Linked DNA regions of Bos taurus: region 1 is linked to region 2. The links are chromatin contacts, called in public Hi-C maps. All regions are on one chromosome and are shown on one strand. The core of a region is the stretch at or near the end of the contact, and the rest is flanking DNA. Distances in the headings are between cores, read along the strand shown. Region 1 holds the start of RNF20 (ring finger protein 20). Region 2 holds the start of ZNF189 (zinc finger protein 189).

Evidence for each region. A called contact is a pair of places that touch in the nucleus more often than the background predicts.
Region 1: a Hi-C map of liver shows a contact between it and region 2, with 4 times the contacts expected there. The contact joins the promoter of RNF20 here to the promoter of ZNF189 in region 2. A contact is called at or near these places in 2 of 11 Hi-C or Micro-C datasets (liver and skeletal muscle).

Annotation. Positions count from the first base shown.
Region 1 is chr8:91,274,758-91,282,023 of ARS-UCD2.0, forward strand. RNF20 (ring finger protein 20) reads left to right here and starts at 2,262. Exons shown (of 20, transcript NM_001081587.1): 1 at 2,262-2,320; 2 at 3,382-3,536. The coding sequence starts at 3,408. LOC101906606 (a long non-coding RNA gene) reads right to left here and starts at 1,839. Exons shown (of 5, transcript XR_009495665.1): 1 at 1,500-1,839.
Region 2 is chr8:91,118,264-91,125,217 of ARS-UCD2.0, forward strand. It overlaps ZNF189 (zinc finger protein 189), which reads left to right and starts at 2,393. Exons shown (of 3, transcript NM_001099113.1): 1 at 2,393-2,575; 2 at 3,268-3,352. The coding sequence starts at 2,543. It overlaps MRPL50 (mitochondrial ribosomal protein L50), which reads right to left and starts at 2,016. Exons shown (of 2, transcript NM_001046180.1): 1 at 1,896-2,016. The coding sequence starts at 1,987.

The DNA.
Region 1 (7,266 bases), core at 1,012-3,511, 160 kb after region 2:
GCAATCACATGTGGCCGGACAAGCCTGTCAGGCAGGCTAGAGACCCTTCAGAGGAGTTTGTAGGTTGAAACACTCCTATCATGCCCAGGAATTATTATTAACTGGAGCTCTAAGTTAACTCCTTCTCCAAAAGAGGTGGTGGGAGACAGCCCCCTGTAAAGTCAGAGGTGTAGGTGAGAGCACAAAGTAGTAAAGTAGGCAGACTCTGGTTTTGGGGGTAGATACTAGAGAATTTCCAGGGGGACTCCTGAGGCTCGATCCCACTTTTGCGTATGTCGAGCCTCCTTCCTCATGACCTTTGCCATGGGCGGAGTTCCTCACCCTGGCTCCCGGCACATATGAGTAAAATTCTGGTTGTGTTCTATTCAGGTGAGAGAGGGGAAGTGGATGCTGAGTAGTCAACCAACAACATTCTCCTAGACCAGGAATTGATTTAGCACAATACAACACATATTGATAACACTCAAATGAAATTCAACTAGGGTCAGGCAATCAATTACCAATAGTGGGGATCACCACAAACAGGAATAAAATAACCACTCAGCTCTAGGCAATGTGGCAATGCAAAAATATAAACCTAGTGTTGCCAGACCTTCAACATTTTCAAGAGAAGTTGGTAATCTATCTATCTATGTATTTTTTGGCCGTGCCATGTGACATATGGGATCTTAGTCCCCTGATTAGGGATCGAATGCCATATGGCCTGCATTGGAAGCGTGGAGTCTTAACCACGGGACCGCCAGGGAAGTCCTAAAAATATCTTAAAAGGCAGTCAATAGTGTCCAAAATAAACAAACCATACTTGTAGGCCAAGTACAGCCTGTGACCTTAAACTTTACAAACTCTGGGCTAGAATCACTGCATGCCATTCAGTGGTTCTATGCATGCAAGATTTGCCAAGAGCAAAGAAGTCAAAGGAGGGAGGTCAGAGAGAGTCATTTCATACAATGCTTTCCCTGACAGGTCCCCGAACATGGTTCTCAGGCTTCTGCTTCACCCAAAGAGTTTATTTGGAACCAGTTGCCTCTTTACCACTGGGCAAGTGTTCTAAGTATCAGGAAACATGAACGCTTGTTTCCCACTGTTTACATTCTGACTCTACTGGGTACTTTTTCATACCTCTGTGAGGCATACAGCTTTTCATCAATAAATTAGTTTGATTACCTTCCTATCATTAAAACACATTCAGTTTAATTGAGTGGAAAATAGCAGTTTGTTATTAACTAAAATCAATGCTTAATTAGAAAACAACTTATTGATTTATGTTTATTTATTCCCTGGTCAATTTCTTGTTGAAAAGATACACAAAGGTCGTAACTGTCAATCCCGTTTGCACATTAGAATCTCGTGGGGGTGGGGGAGAGTTGGGGAAATGCTTTTTTTTTTAATGTGGATGCCCAGGCCCTACACAAGAGGGACTAAAACTCCCCAAGTGATTTTAATGTGTAGACGGAGCTGTCATACATTTCCCTGTAATAGTTACAACCTTCTAAACTTACCGAATCTCTTGGGTTTTCTCCAGAACCTTTCATTTCAGCAAGAAGGGGCTCACAGTAATATTTTCCCGAGATGTCTAAAAGTTAGTCCTTTCCCCTGGGGATTGACGGCGCCATCAGCCAATCGCCAGTCTGAGGAGAACCAATAATAGGTAACAGAACAATAGGCACTGTAAACAAAAGGTACTCAGGTTAAAAAAAAACAACAACAAAAACAGTCGGGGGGGGGGGGCGGTGCTTAAGGGCTTCCCTGGTGGCTCAGCTGGTAAAGAATCCGCCTGCAATGCGGGAGACTTGGGTTCGATCCCTGGGTTGGGACGATCCCCTGGAGAAGGGAACGGCTACCCACTCTAGTATTTTGGCCTGGAGAATTCCATGGACTGTATAGTTCATGGGGTCGCAAAGGGTCGGTCACGACTGAGCTATTTTCACTTTTCACAGTAAAAAAAAAAAAAAAAAAAACAAGTCGCGCAGTAGCAATGGTTAACAAACGGGAAAAAATCTGGGACGTTTCCTCTGACGTCAGCGAGGCCTCGATTTAGCGGCCGCCGGGCGCCCAAGAGCTGCTAGACAGAGCTTACTTCCGGAAGCGGGGCGCCCTCGATTCGCGTCACTTCCGCCCGGTTGAGTCTTGTCCTTCACGCTGCCAGATTGAAGCGACTTCCTCTTTTCTTTCCCTTCTTCCTCCCCTTGGATCCGCCTCCCGGAAGCTTCGCTGGGTCTTCACTTGTGGGTTAGGGGTGAGAGGTGGGAGGGCTACTCGGACCTTGGTGAATAACTGCCCCGAGTTCCACTCCCGGGCGGCGCAAGTTGGAAGAACTCAGGTCAGATCTCGGCCAAGGGCGGGACGGGACTCAGCGGGCAACGGGAATCCCCACCCTCTTCCGCTCCAAGGCCTCCCTCTCCCGGGCCTGTAATTGGCCTCTCCGAAGGCTGGGTCCTTGGCTCCTCTGGAGTCGGATTGAGGCTATTGTCCTCCTCCTTTCTCTCCAGGCGAGGACCCACTCTGGTCGCTGCCACCAATACCCTTCTGGAGCTTCAGTTGGAAGCAGAGTTGTGTGTCGTCTCGGTGATGGCAGGGCTGATACCTTCAGTAGCAAAGTGCTTTAGCATCTATTCCGCTTCTTTTGAGCTCCGAAACCCTGGGAGGCGAGTAGAGCAGAGAGAGTATGTGGTCACTTGCATTGTGCATATCAAGAATTCCTTTCCAAGGCTCTCTAAGAATTAGTACTGGGATTCACACCCAGATCTAGCTTCTCTAGGGTGACACAAATTGGTGGGGAGAGCGTTTAGAAATAAGGAAACTGCAAATATAAAAAGGAAAGTTAGCATTTCTGAGTGCATGCTTCGTGTACGGCCTTATGCTAAAGTCTTTCTGTACTTATTCATTCCTTATGAGGAGCATAGGAAGCATATACTGTTGTTATTTCTGCTTTAGGAAATTGAGGCTCAGAGATGATATATGGCTTGTTCAGTATTAATAATTAAGTAGACATCTCCCAGGTCTCTTCCAGCTCTCTGATTCTCCCAACACTAAAGAATTAATTGATTTTCTATGTTTCTAAATCAAACTATATTTTCAGCTGTTGGCATTTCAGGAAATGAGATGCCTGAAAATTTTCTAAGTCTCTTCATCTTTTGCCCATTATCTTGTATTTTAGTAGCATTCTATTTAGAACTTTGTAGTTCTGTAAATTCAGCTGCGCCTCTTACTTCACAATTTACTTTTCTCTTTCCAAGAGGAACTTGAGGATCATGTTGCTAAGTGTGGAATTAATGGACCCGGGTTAAAGGATTGACAGGAAAAGTTGCTAGTTTTTACATCATAGATGGACTCTAGTTGCTCTCCTTGCCTATCTTACCTAAGATTTTTTTTTGTCTCCAGGAAAAGAGCTATCTTCTTGTGCCACGATGTCAGGAATTGGAAGTAAAAGAGCAGCTGGAGAGCCTGGCACATCTGTGCCTCCAGAGAAGAAGACAGCTGTTGAAGATTCAGGGACCACAGTGGAAACAATTAAACTTGGGGGTGTCTCTTCAACGGTATGTGGAAATAATGCTATGAGAGTGTGCTTTTCTTCTGTCAGTTGCAACCTAGAAGTAATAATTATGGAAGCCTTTTGGAGTAAGGGAAATTGATTTGAAAAGAAGAGGGAGATAAAACAGCCAAAAGTAGATGAAATGATGTGTTGCTCATTTCTGAAAAAGAAATATAATGACATTTGATCTTTGTTTTTAAGGGTATATTCATATTCTTTGAAGAGTCTGGTGCCAGATTCAGCATTGATTGTAGTTATTTAGCAGTGGAAAGCTATACACTGATTTTTCATTCATTGGAAACTAAGGGACCATGTACTAAGAGGCAGTGTAGCAAAATCAATCATTGAGAGAGTGCCTTCTTATTTCCTTTTCTGTAAAATGTAATCATAGTATCTATCTCGTTGGGGTTTTGAGAGGAGGAAATGAAAGGGTTCTTGTTAAGGAACATTACTTTTTAACATGGTAAGTACTCAGTATGTTATCTATTAATAGTTTTTATTGGGCTAGATATTGTGTCTATAATGGTGAGTAAAATAGACATCATCCTTATTGTTATGGAGTTGTCAATTTTTTTAGACAATTATACACCAAAAACTTATAGTAATGTTATATGTCCATTAGACACCATAAACTCACTGTGATAGGTAAGGAGTCTGTATTTTGAAACTTAACCATAGGGATATGGTATAAAAATGCTTTACATTTGTATAACCTACAAAACCGTATCTATTTTTTGAAATTGAGGATCAGAGAGTAATAGGAACACTCAGAGTAAATTGTTGATGAAGTGTAATTTCTGGGTTTCCTGTCTGGGATTCATCAGCCTCCTGTTGCCAGCAGGTGATTTTGTCTTGGCACTGTCTCACGTCACGCATCCTAGGGAAATTTTTTCATTCAATAAATATTTGTTGAGCATCTGTTATTTGCCAGACACTGTGCTTTACACTAAGGACAGCTCCTGGACTTCAGTTTATAGGTTGGCACTGAGAAAAGAATAGACTGTTATGATAGAGTGGGAAATGTGCTTTTCCCGGAGATAACTACATATGCTAAGGGATGCACAAAACACTCATCCCAGTTTGGACTTTATCCAGAAGGCAGTAAGGAGCCACTGGAAAGTTTTAAGCAGGGAAGTAACATGCTCTGACTTAGGTTTTGAGAAAAGACCATAAGGGAGCTAAGTTTATAAGCAGAAGTTCAGTTAACAAAATTGTTCCCTCGTTCCTTGTCCCTCTTCTCCCTCCTATTCTTCCTCTCTAAGGGTGGGGAGCTGGGACACACATCCACTGATTCCTGCCCCAGCTGGTTGACAGTTGCCCTTGAAGGCAATAACTTCTCTTCTGCACTTCAAGGTTTCTGTTGTAAACCAGCTGAGATTGTGGAACAAAAAACTTTGAGATTGCATGGTATGCTTCAAGTAAGGAACACTGGTGGTGTGACTGGAGCTGTCCACCAGAGCTGTGCTGAAGTCTGGCATGGAATGAAAAAGTGTCTGCTATATGTAGAAGACTGTTGCAATAATCTTGATGAAGGATCATGGTGGCTCAGGCCATTGTGAAGGTAGTGTCAACAAGATTTGTTCGTGGATTGTATGAAGGGTATGAAACAAAGGAGGCAAGATGAGCCCAGGATTTTAAAAGTATGGAGTTTTCACAAGCTGAGCTAGGGAGGTATATGAAAGGAGCAGATTTTGGGGAGCTGTTGGGGGGAATCATAAGTTTGATACTGGACTATAAATCTGAGGTATTTATTAGACCTATGAGTGGACAGGTAGTTGGATGAGGTGATCTGCAGTCTGTGGAGAGGTCTTGGCTAAAGCTGAACATTTCTGAAGCATTGTAGATGGAATTTAAATCCATGAGACAGGTAGTTGGATGAGGTGATCGGCAGTCTGTGGAGAGGTCTTGGCTAAAGCTGAACATTTCTGAAGCATAGTAGATGGAATTTAAATCCATGAGATTATAGGCTCTCCTGTAAGGAACAAGCATAGATAAAGAGGTCTGAGAACAGGGCCCTGGAGCAGCAACACTTCGTGTCAAGGAGATGAGACGAGGCTGACCGAAGAGGGGCCACTGAGGTAGGAGGAGAACAAGAGAGGGTGGGATCCCAGAGGCCAAAGGAGGAAAGAGTTTCAAGAAGGAGTTGATCAGGGGCTCCTGATGGGTTGAGAAAGGGGAGGACTGAGACTTTAGATTTAGTAATAGAAATTGCACTGGAGACTTAACAAGGACTGCATTGGTGGAGTGGTGGCAATGGCAGCCTGATTACAGTGAGCTTAAGAGAATGTGTGAGGAGAAGAATTAGGGGAAAGAGGTAGAGATGTTGCTTTGGAGGAGTGTTGATGTAAAGTAGAACCAAGAAAATGGGGCCTCAGCCCAAGGGAAATTGGGGGTTGAGGGAAGTTTTTGTTTTTTGTGTTTTTAAAGTAGGAGATATTATGGCATTTTTATTTATTGGCGAAATGATTTGACAGGATAAATTTGATCCTGCAGGAGAGCATGGCTGCCCATTCTAGTATTCCTGCCTGGAGAATCCCCATGGACAGAGGAGCCTGGTGGGCTACAGTCCATGGGGTCACAAAGAGTTGAACACAACTGAGCGACTAAGCATAAACTTAATGATGTAGGAGAAAGAGAAAGCAGTTACTGGTTCTATTCTCTCTCTTGAACAGAAGAGAGAATGTAATATAATGCACAAGGTGGGGATGGGGCCTTAACTAGGAGAGGAACACAAGGGATGTGGGTTCAAATATAAGTAGGTCAGTAGTTGGGCTTGTGGGTAATAGATGTGGACATGGTTTTCTGATTGCTTCTATTTTTTTTCAGTGAAATCAGAAGCAAGACTCATCTGAGAGTGAGGATGGGGGAGAAAGTTTTGGAGGTGTGAAGAGACAGGAGAAGGTACGAAGTAGTCATCTTGAAGAGAGTATGGACTAGAGAGATGGGGTAGAGTTGCTGGACAGCACCGAGAAAGAGTTTAAACTGAGGCCAGTCAGCATGGTGCTTTATTTATTTATTTATTTATTTTGTTAGTCACATTCAGCTTCATGGATATAGGTGGAGAATAGGACGTTACCAAGGTTGGGGTTTTTAGTAGGCACAGATAGAGTCAGGGAGGAGAAGGTTATAAAACAGTGTGACCAGTCATGGAATTTAAGTTTGATTAAGAAGGAAGCAGGAGAAGGCAATGGCACCCCACTCCAGTACTCTTGCCTGGAAACTCCCATGGACGGAGGAGCCTGGTAGGCTGCAGTCCATGGGGTTGCGAAGAGTTGGACATGACTGAGCGACTTCACTTTCACTTTTCACTTTCATGCATCGGAGAAGAAAATAGCAACCTGCTCCAGTGTTCTTGCCTGGAGAATCCCAGGGACGGTGGAGCCTGGTGGGCTGCCGTCTCTGGGGTTGCACAGAGTTGGACATGACTGAAGCAACTTAGCAGTAGCAGCAAGAAGGAAGCAAGGAAGTAAGAGGAGTGAAGGACGTAGGTTTAGGATGAAGATATAGGACCATTGGAGTGTAGATCCTGGAGTTGCTGAAGAATGAATGGAGTCAGAAACCTAGAGAGAATGAGCTGCAAAATTGTGGAGAATGAGGTGTTGGAAATTGAGTTTACAGAGAACATCCAAGTATAGCTAAGTCTAAGACTAAGACTAACTGGGAGTTTGGTGGCTGAGGGAGCAAAAGGACAAGATCATTGGAGGAGAGGAGGTCAGGGTACAGGATCTGAGATG
Region 2 (6,954 bases), core at 1,143-3,642:
AAAGAAGGGGCAGAGTTTGAGAGAATTGATTTTAATACTGAAAGAAGTTCTACTGTGGGTAAAATGTTATCAAACAGCATTACATGCTACAGAGAAATCACTCATGAGAGGAAGAGTCAATCAACGCTGCAAACTTCCTTTTTGTCTTATATTAAGAAATTACCAGACACCCCACCCTTCAGCAACGAACACCCTGAACTATCCTTCGCCATTAACATCAAAGCAAGACCCTCCACTATCAAAAAGATTATAACTCTCTGAAGGCTCAGATGATGGTTAGCAATTTTTTGCAATAAACTATTTTTTAACTAAGATATGCTTATTGTTTTCTTAGACATAATGCTATTGACATTAAACACTACAGTATGGTGTAAGCGTAACTTTAAATGTACTGGGAAACCCCAAAATCTGTATAACATGCTGAGATACTTGCTTTATCACAGCAATCTGGAAACAAACTTATGCAACTCCAAGGTATGCCTGTACTGCTCTAGTTTTCTTCATAATTTACCACTTTTTGAAATTATACTTGTTCACTTTTTCCTCCACCAAAACATGCTTTATGAGGACAAAGATTTGGTTTATCTTATTAACAACTGCATTCCTCACATCTAGATAGTAGACACCCTAGAAATACTTGTTAAATGAGTCAGTGAAACAAACTTGAAGGAGATTTAAGAGATAATAAATACTAACCAAAATACAGGGAAAACAAGGACTTCCCTGGTAGTGCAGTGGATAGGAATCCACCTGCCAATGCAGGTGACATGGGTTAGATCCTTGGGATGGAAATATCCCACATGCCAAGGAGCAACTAAACCCACGCGCCACAATTATTGAGCCTATGCTGTAGAACCCAGGAGTTACAACTCCTGAGCCTACATGCTCTAACTCCTGAAGCCCCGGCACCTAGTCTGTGCTCCACAAGAGAGAAGCCACTGCAATGAGAAGCCCACACAAGGGAGCGGAGAGCTGCCCCGACTCCCTGTGACTACAGAAGTCTGAAAGCAGCAAAGAAGACCTAGTGCAACCAAAAATTAAATAAACAAATCACATATAAAAAAAGAATCAAAACAAAATGGAACAGAAGGAAAGCTAATAAAACATGAGCTGATGAGAAAAATCCCTTTGGGTTGAAAAAGCTTTTGTTGGAAACTTAAGAGCTTATACAGTGTTTCTTGAGGTTCCTACAAATCTTCATGTCCTAACACTAGTCACAGACTTACTTTCACAAAATTTCTGCCCTGCAGAAAAAGCAGCAGATGAGGAGAGTTAAGAGACCGGGATTCCTGATCCAGCCCTGTCATTAACTTGCTTTCTGACTTTTAGCAAAATATTGCTATTTCCTTCAGGTGCAGGCTCGGTTTACTCTTGCCAAAGCACTCACGCTCTGAGAAGGGACTCTGTTTCGCTGCTGCATCCTATATAAAGAAATGCTGGGCCAGGGCAGTGGTTTAATACCTATTTGAGTAAATCAATGCGCGGACAAAATGAGGACACTGCACTCTGAATCTTTCTTGTGAATAAATACACCCCAAATGAATTTAGTTCAGCGAACACTTTCACATTCATGTTCTAAGTTGCCCGACACCACACTATATTCCGCGTCTGGAACACGTGGTCAGTAAGTATGGTTTACCTAATAAATTAACAAGTGAAACGGAAGGAGAAGGGGGCGGTATTTCTGTTCTAAGATGAGTAAACTCGGGGCACACGAGGTGGACCCCACCACTCGCGGAAACAGGAGCTGAAGCTTCTGAACTCAGAACCCTCACGCACTTTCTCATCCTTTCTCTGGTAAGGCGCAGGACCATGGTCCTGTCTTAAGTTCATCATTCTCAGTTCCTCTCCTTACTTTCTGTGAGCATGACCCACGGTCTAACCTTCCGCTTTACCTGAGTCGAGACCAAAATTCTCTGCGTGGCGCCCCTGAAGCTACCACTGTGAGGCTTTTTCTGCCAACGCCGGCCACCCAGAGCGCCGCCATCTTCGGGGAGACCTTGGTAACAGAGCTCCACCCGCGGGAGGCAGAGGCACGCGAAGATCAGCCAGTAAAATGTAAGCTTAGTGGCATGTGTCCTTTTCCGGTTGAGACTTACCCAGGCTCCCTCGCCTTTTGCACTCCGGGAAGTGTAGTTCGGTCGCCGTGGCCGTGGCAGGGTGCACCCCAGCGCTCTCTCAGAGCATGACGGGAGTTGTAGTTGAGGGGCGTCCCGGGAAGGTTCCCGGTGACGCCTTCTGGTCTGGGGGCGGGCGGTCACAGAGCAGGGTTCCTGAAAGCAGCAGGAACTGGCAACCGGGAGGCGGCTCTAGCGAGGCCTGGAAGCCTGCACAGCTAGGCAGGGGGGTGCGGGGTGGGGGCGGCCAAGTAGCGCTTCTGACAGGCTGCTGGGGTCGTGACCGCTCGGGGCAGGACCTGGCCAGATCCAGCCTAGAGGCCTCACTTTCTTCGGGCCTAATATTCAGCGGCCGGGTAGGCCTTGCCAGGGCCTCCTTTTCGTGCGGCCACCCGGGATTCCTGCCCTGATTTTCTGTCTAAGAGATGGCCTCGCCGAGTCCCCCGCCACAGCCAAAGGTAAGTCGCCCCTCGGAGTATTCCTGTTCTCTCGCCTTTACCTAGCTCGCTAGGCCGCGCCACCGCCCCCACCCCCCTTTTCGGGTCTTTAGGGCCAGCGCGGTGCAATGAAGTACCCTCTAATGTACTGGGGAGCCCTTCGCGATCACACTGCCCAGTGGCTCCTTTTTTCAAGAGCGACTTGATAAATCTAAAGAAAATTAGTAATGCTCCAAACTAGCGTTTTCATTTATGAGTTCTTCCAGGTGAGGTTATTCTACACCTGCCCCATGCCTGGATCCAAAGTAGACGCTTAGAAAAATTAACATAATTGAGTTGAAAAGGGTCGTAATTGAGTTGGAACGGGATGAGGAGGTGCAGGAAACTTGGGAAGGCCTCAGTGCAGCTTACTAAAAGTAAATTATTAGGGCATACTGGGTAAACCTTATCCATAAGCTCCTCACTACAGAGGACAGAGATCCAGCTGTGTTTTCCTCTAATTTGAGGTGTCCGAATTCTGTCTGTTCCCAGAATTGAGTCTCATTTGTAACTCTTAGTTATCATGTTCCTCCTAGCCTACTCGGCCCTGATAAGTGGTTGTTTCTGCTACTTTCAGCGGTAGAATTGTCCTTGAGACAACAAAACTGACTACAGAAATCATACTATTTCAGGGCTTGCTGACATTTGAGGATGTGGCTGTGTTTTTTACCCAGGAGGAGTGGGATTATCTGGATCCAGCTCAGAGAAGCCTGTATAAAGATGTCATGATGGAGAATTATGGAAACCTGGTCTCACTGGGTAAGAATCTGCTGTTTCTTGGATCAAAATAGCTAAGAAACTGTAAGAAAGCAGAACACATGAACTAGTACCATACCAAATGGCTTTGTTCCAAGGCTCCAATTCAGACCTTTCAGCCATGAATTGTTTCCATGGCTCTCATCCCTACCGTCCTTACAGTGACCAAAATACAAGCTTTTCTGGCTTCCATCCTCTTAATCTCATTCCCATATTGCTCTGTACTTTGCCTCCTAGCTCATCTTCCCACTGCTTTCCTCCCACCCCTTTTCACTCTGCCTTCTGGAGCCCCTGTTTCTCTTCACATGGTGTTCCCTACCCCTCCTGGCCTTAACTGAAACCTGGCACTTTCCCAAGGACACTACTTCTCTGGCAGGGGCGGCTTATTCTCCCACATCCTCTTCCTTCCCCATCTTTTGTCTCAGGGCTGAAAGGGAAAAATAATTGTTCTAACTTTTTCAGTACTGTTCCCAAAGCATTAGTTTTCTACCTTCAAACGTAATTTCTCTTTTGAGGTCTCAGCTGTCTTGCTCTACCCTCTTAATTTCTTTTCACTATCATCTGTCAATTTATTTATTTTATTATTTTTTTTTTGGTGTCTCACACATAGATTTTGTCACATTTCGGAATCTTCTCTCTGTTAACCCACACCATCATGCAGTCATTACTTCTGTCTCACTATATCTTCAAGGACCCTGCTTTTCCATTCTTATTAAGCACTTCACATCAATGATCACACCCTCAATTTTGTTATAACAGGCAAATTTTAAACCCCAATATCTTGTATTTTGACTAATAACCTTAGTCTTTCTCAGGTAGTAGATGTTTATTGACTATAACTAAACAAGTCAACAAAACAGACATGATCTCTGCCCATGTGGAGCTTACTATAACTTCCTACCTGTCTACCTTTTCTCCTTTCCTACTGAACCTGTTTATTCTTAATCTTTCCTGTTCCTTGACTTCCTTTTTTCCTCCCAGGCTCTTAGTTCCCTCCTGCTTCACCTTCTCATCTAACCATAGCTGCTGCTGCTGCTAAGTCGCTTCAGTCATGTCCGACTCTGTGCAACCTCATAGATGGCAGCCCACCAGGCTCCCCTATCCCTGGGATTCTCCAGGCAAGAATACTGGAGTGGGTTGCCATTCCCCCCTCCAGTGCATGAAAGTGAAAAGTGAAAGTGAAGTCACTCAGTCATGTCTGATTGCTAGCGACCCCATGGACTTCAGCCTACCAGGCTCCTCCATCCATGGGATTTTCCAGGCAAGAGTACTGGAGTGGGTTGCCATTGCCATCTCTGCTAACCCATAGATCTATATATAAAATGATCACCAGCATGCTGTCTTGCCACTTTGTCATTATGTTCTACCCATTCTGCAAACTTGAAGTCCTGTACTGGTTATAAAATCTGCCTTTTTCTCTTACCTGATTTGCTGAACACAGCAAGAGAAGTTCTGTAACTGAAAGAATTGATGCCCTGCATATATACAGGTGGTTTCCTTCTGGATATAAAAACCCAGTGGTTTTATCAGCAAATTTTTTTATAATTGATTTGCTCCTACCCCTGCTTCTTTTAGTGACTGTTTCAGAAACTTTGAGTTTTCCTTGGGTTCATCACTCAGTGGTGGACCTCACCTTCTGTTTCACAGAGAAGATAGAGACCACCACACATGAACTCTCAAGTTTTCTACCCCTCATTGCACACATAAGGTTGCACATTCTCCAAGAATGTATCAGTCTTCCCCCGCCACCCCCCACCCGTGTAATTTGATGATAGGTATGTTCATGGCGCCAGAACAGTCTTTCTTGCTGCTCCTGTAACCTACTACTTATTTGCTTCACAGCCAGATTTTTGTAAGAGTGGTTAATGTGTATTCTCTACTTTTTTACTTCCCGTTATCTCTAAGCCTCTTTTTGTACCTCTGCCACTTACCTTCAGTTGTTTAACATTCATCAGTAATGACCCAGTTGTCAAATACAGTAGATTCTTTTGGGACTTCCATTTCTTTATAGATATTTGAAACTCTTTATTGCTTCCTTCTATTTCTTTGCATTCTCAGACTTTCAGTCTATAAACCTACCTTGGCAGATCTTAGTTACACTCAGGTAATCAAGTATGTCATGATAAGTCTCAAATCTTTATCTCTACTTAAGTAGAGAGAAAATATGGAGCCTAGCTGCCTAAATAAAAATCCCAATTCCACTACTTATAAGACTTGTGACCATGGGTGAATTACTTAACCTTTCTGTGCCTGTTTTCTTTTTTTATATAAAAATGGAAATAATAATAATCCTAATCTTAGGATTATTGTGAGCATTAACTCAGTTAATATATGTAAAGCATTTAGAACACTGACAGACACGTATTAAGTACAATGTATAAATGTCAATTGTTAGCTTCATCATCATTGTCATTATCTTCTCTGTTGAACTCCAACTTCTTAGTCATCTCCTTTTGAAGACCACATAAGTAACTCACATCTGGCAGATCTCAAATTATCTACCAAGATATAAGGGCCTCCTCTTCAGAATTCAGTACTCCATTCTCTGTGCTGTCTTTTATACACTTCCATTGTTGAATTTATTATAGTGTACCGTAATTATTATGTTATATCTCTATGCAGACTGATCTTCAAGAGGATAGTAACTGTATTCTTTCATTTGATTTCTCCAACACTTAGCACAGAGCCAGGCATATTATATGCTTCTTAAATATTTGGGTGACTGAGTGAGTATACTTAAGACTCAGTATCTTTTGACAAGATTATTGCACTAGCTTGTAATCTAGCCCCTTGCCTCCAGTCTCCCTTTCTTCTAATATATTCTCTTTATTGCTACCAAACTGATTTTGTGTTAGTTAACTGCTTACAACTTCTGGTGATTTCTGACACCTTAAAGGATTAAAAAACAAAAAAAAAATCTTAATTTCTTCTCCTGTATACTGGAACCACCTTATATAGCTCCTGTGTAGCTTTCTAGCCTCATCTGTTGTTTTCAGCATACGACTTCATTCTCCAGCCACATCAGATGCTAGGTTTTTTTTCCATTATGCTATGGTATCTCTGAGTCACTGACAGCTTTTTCCACCCATATAGTGTCCTGGTTGATAATATCAGGTGAATGCCCAGCCTTGCCTGTGCCTAGTATTGTAAAATAGCAGTGAGCCCATCTGTGATCTGCGTTCAGGCTCTCTTCTTTATTGTAGCTGAAATGCAGCTTTTCATGAGTTATTATTTCTTCCTCCACAATCTTTTCATCTTCCTGTATAAATTCTGTATCTACCCCCTTGATTTGTGCTCCCTTGATGAGAGATTATGGTTACTCAACTATTCCAGTGTAGTGTTTTCTGGCATTTCATCCTGTTACTCTACTTAACACAGCTTGTCTAGCTTGGTAATTTTGCCTCTTCAGTCATACCTATCCTTTCCATGCTGATTTTTCTTTAAAACCTGCAATAACTACATTGATGACAGCTTGATCTCTCACTTCTTGACCTTTCAGTTCTTTCAATTAATGTAGACTTCTTCAGTTTTGATAACTTCTCTCCAGACTGCTAGAGCCAGATTGGACCTTAGTCTCTTTCCAAATATTTATTCAACTGCTCATT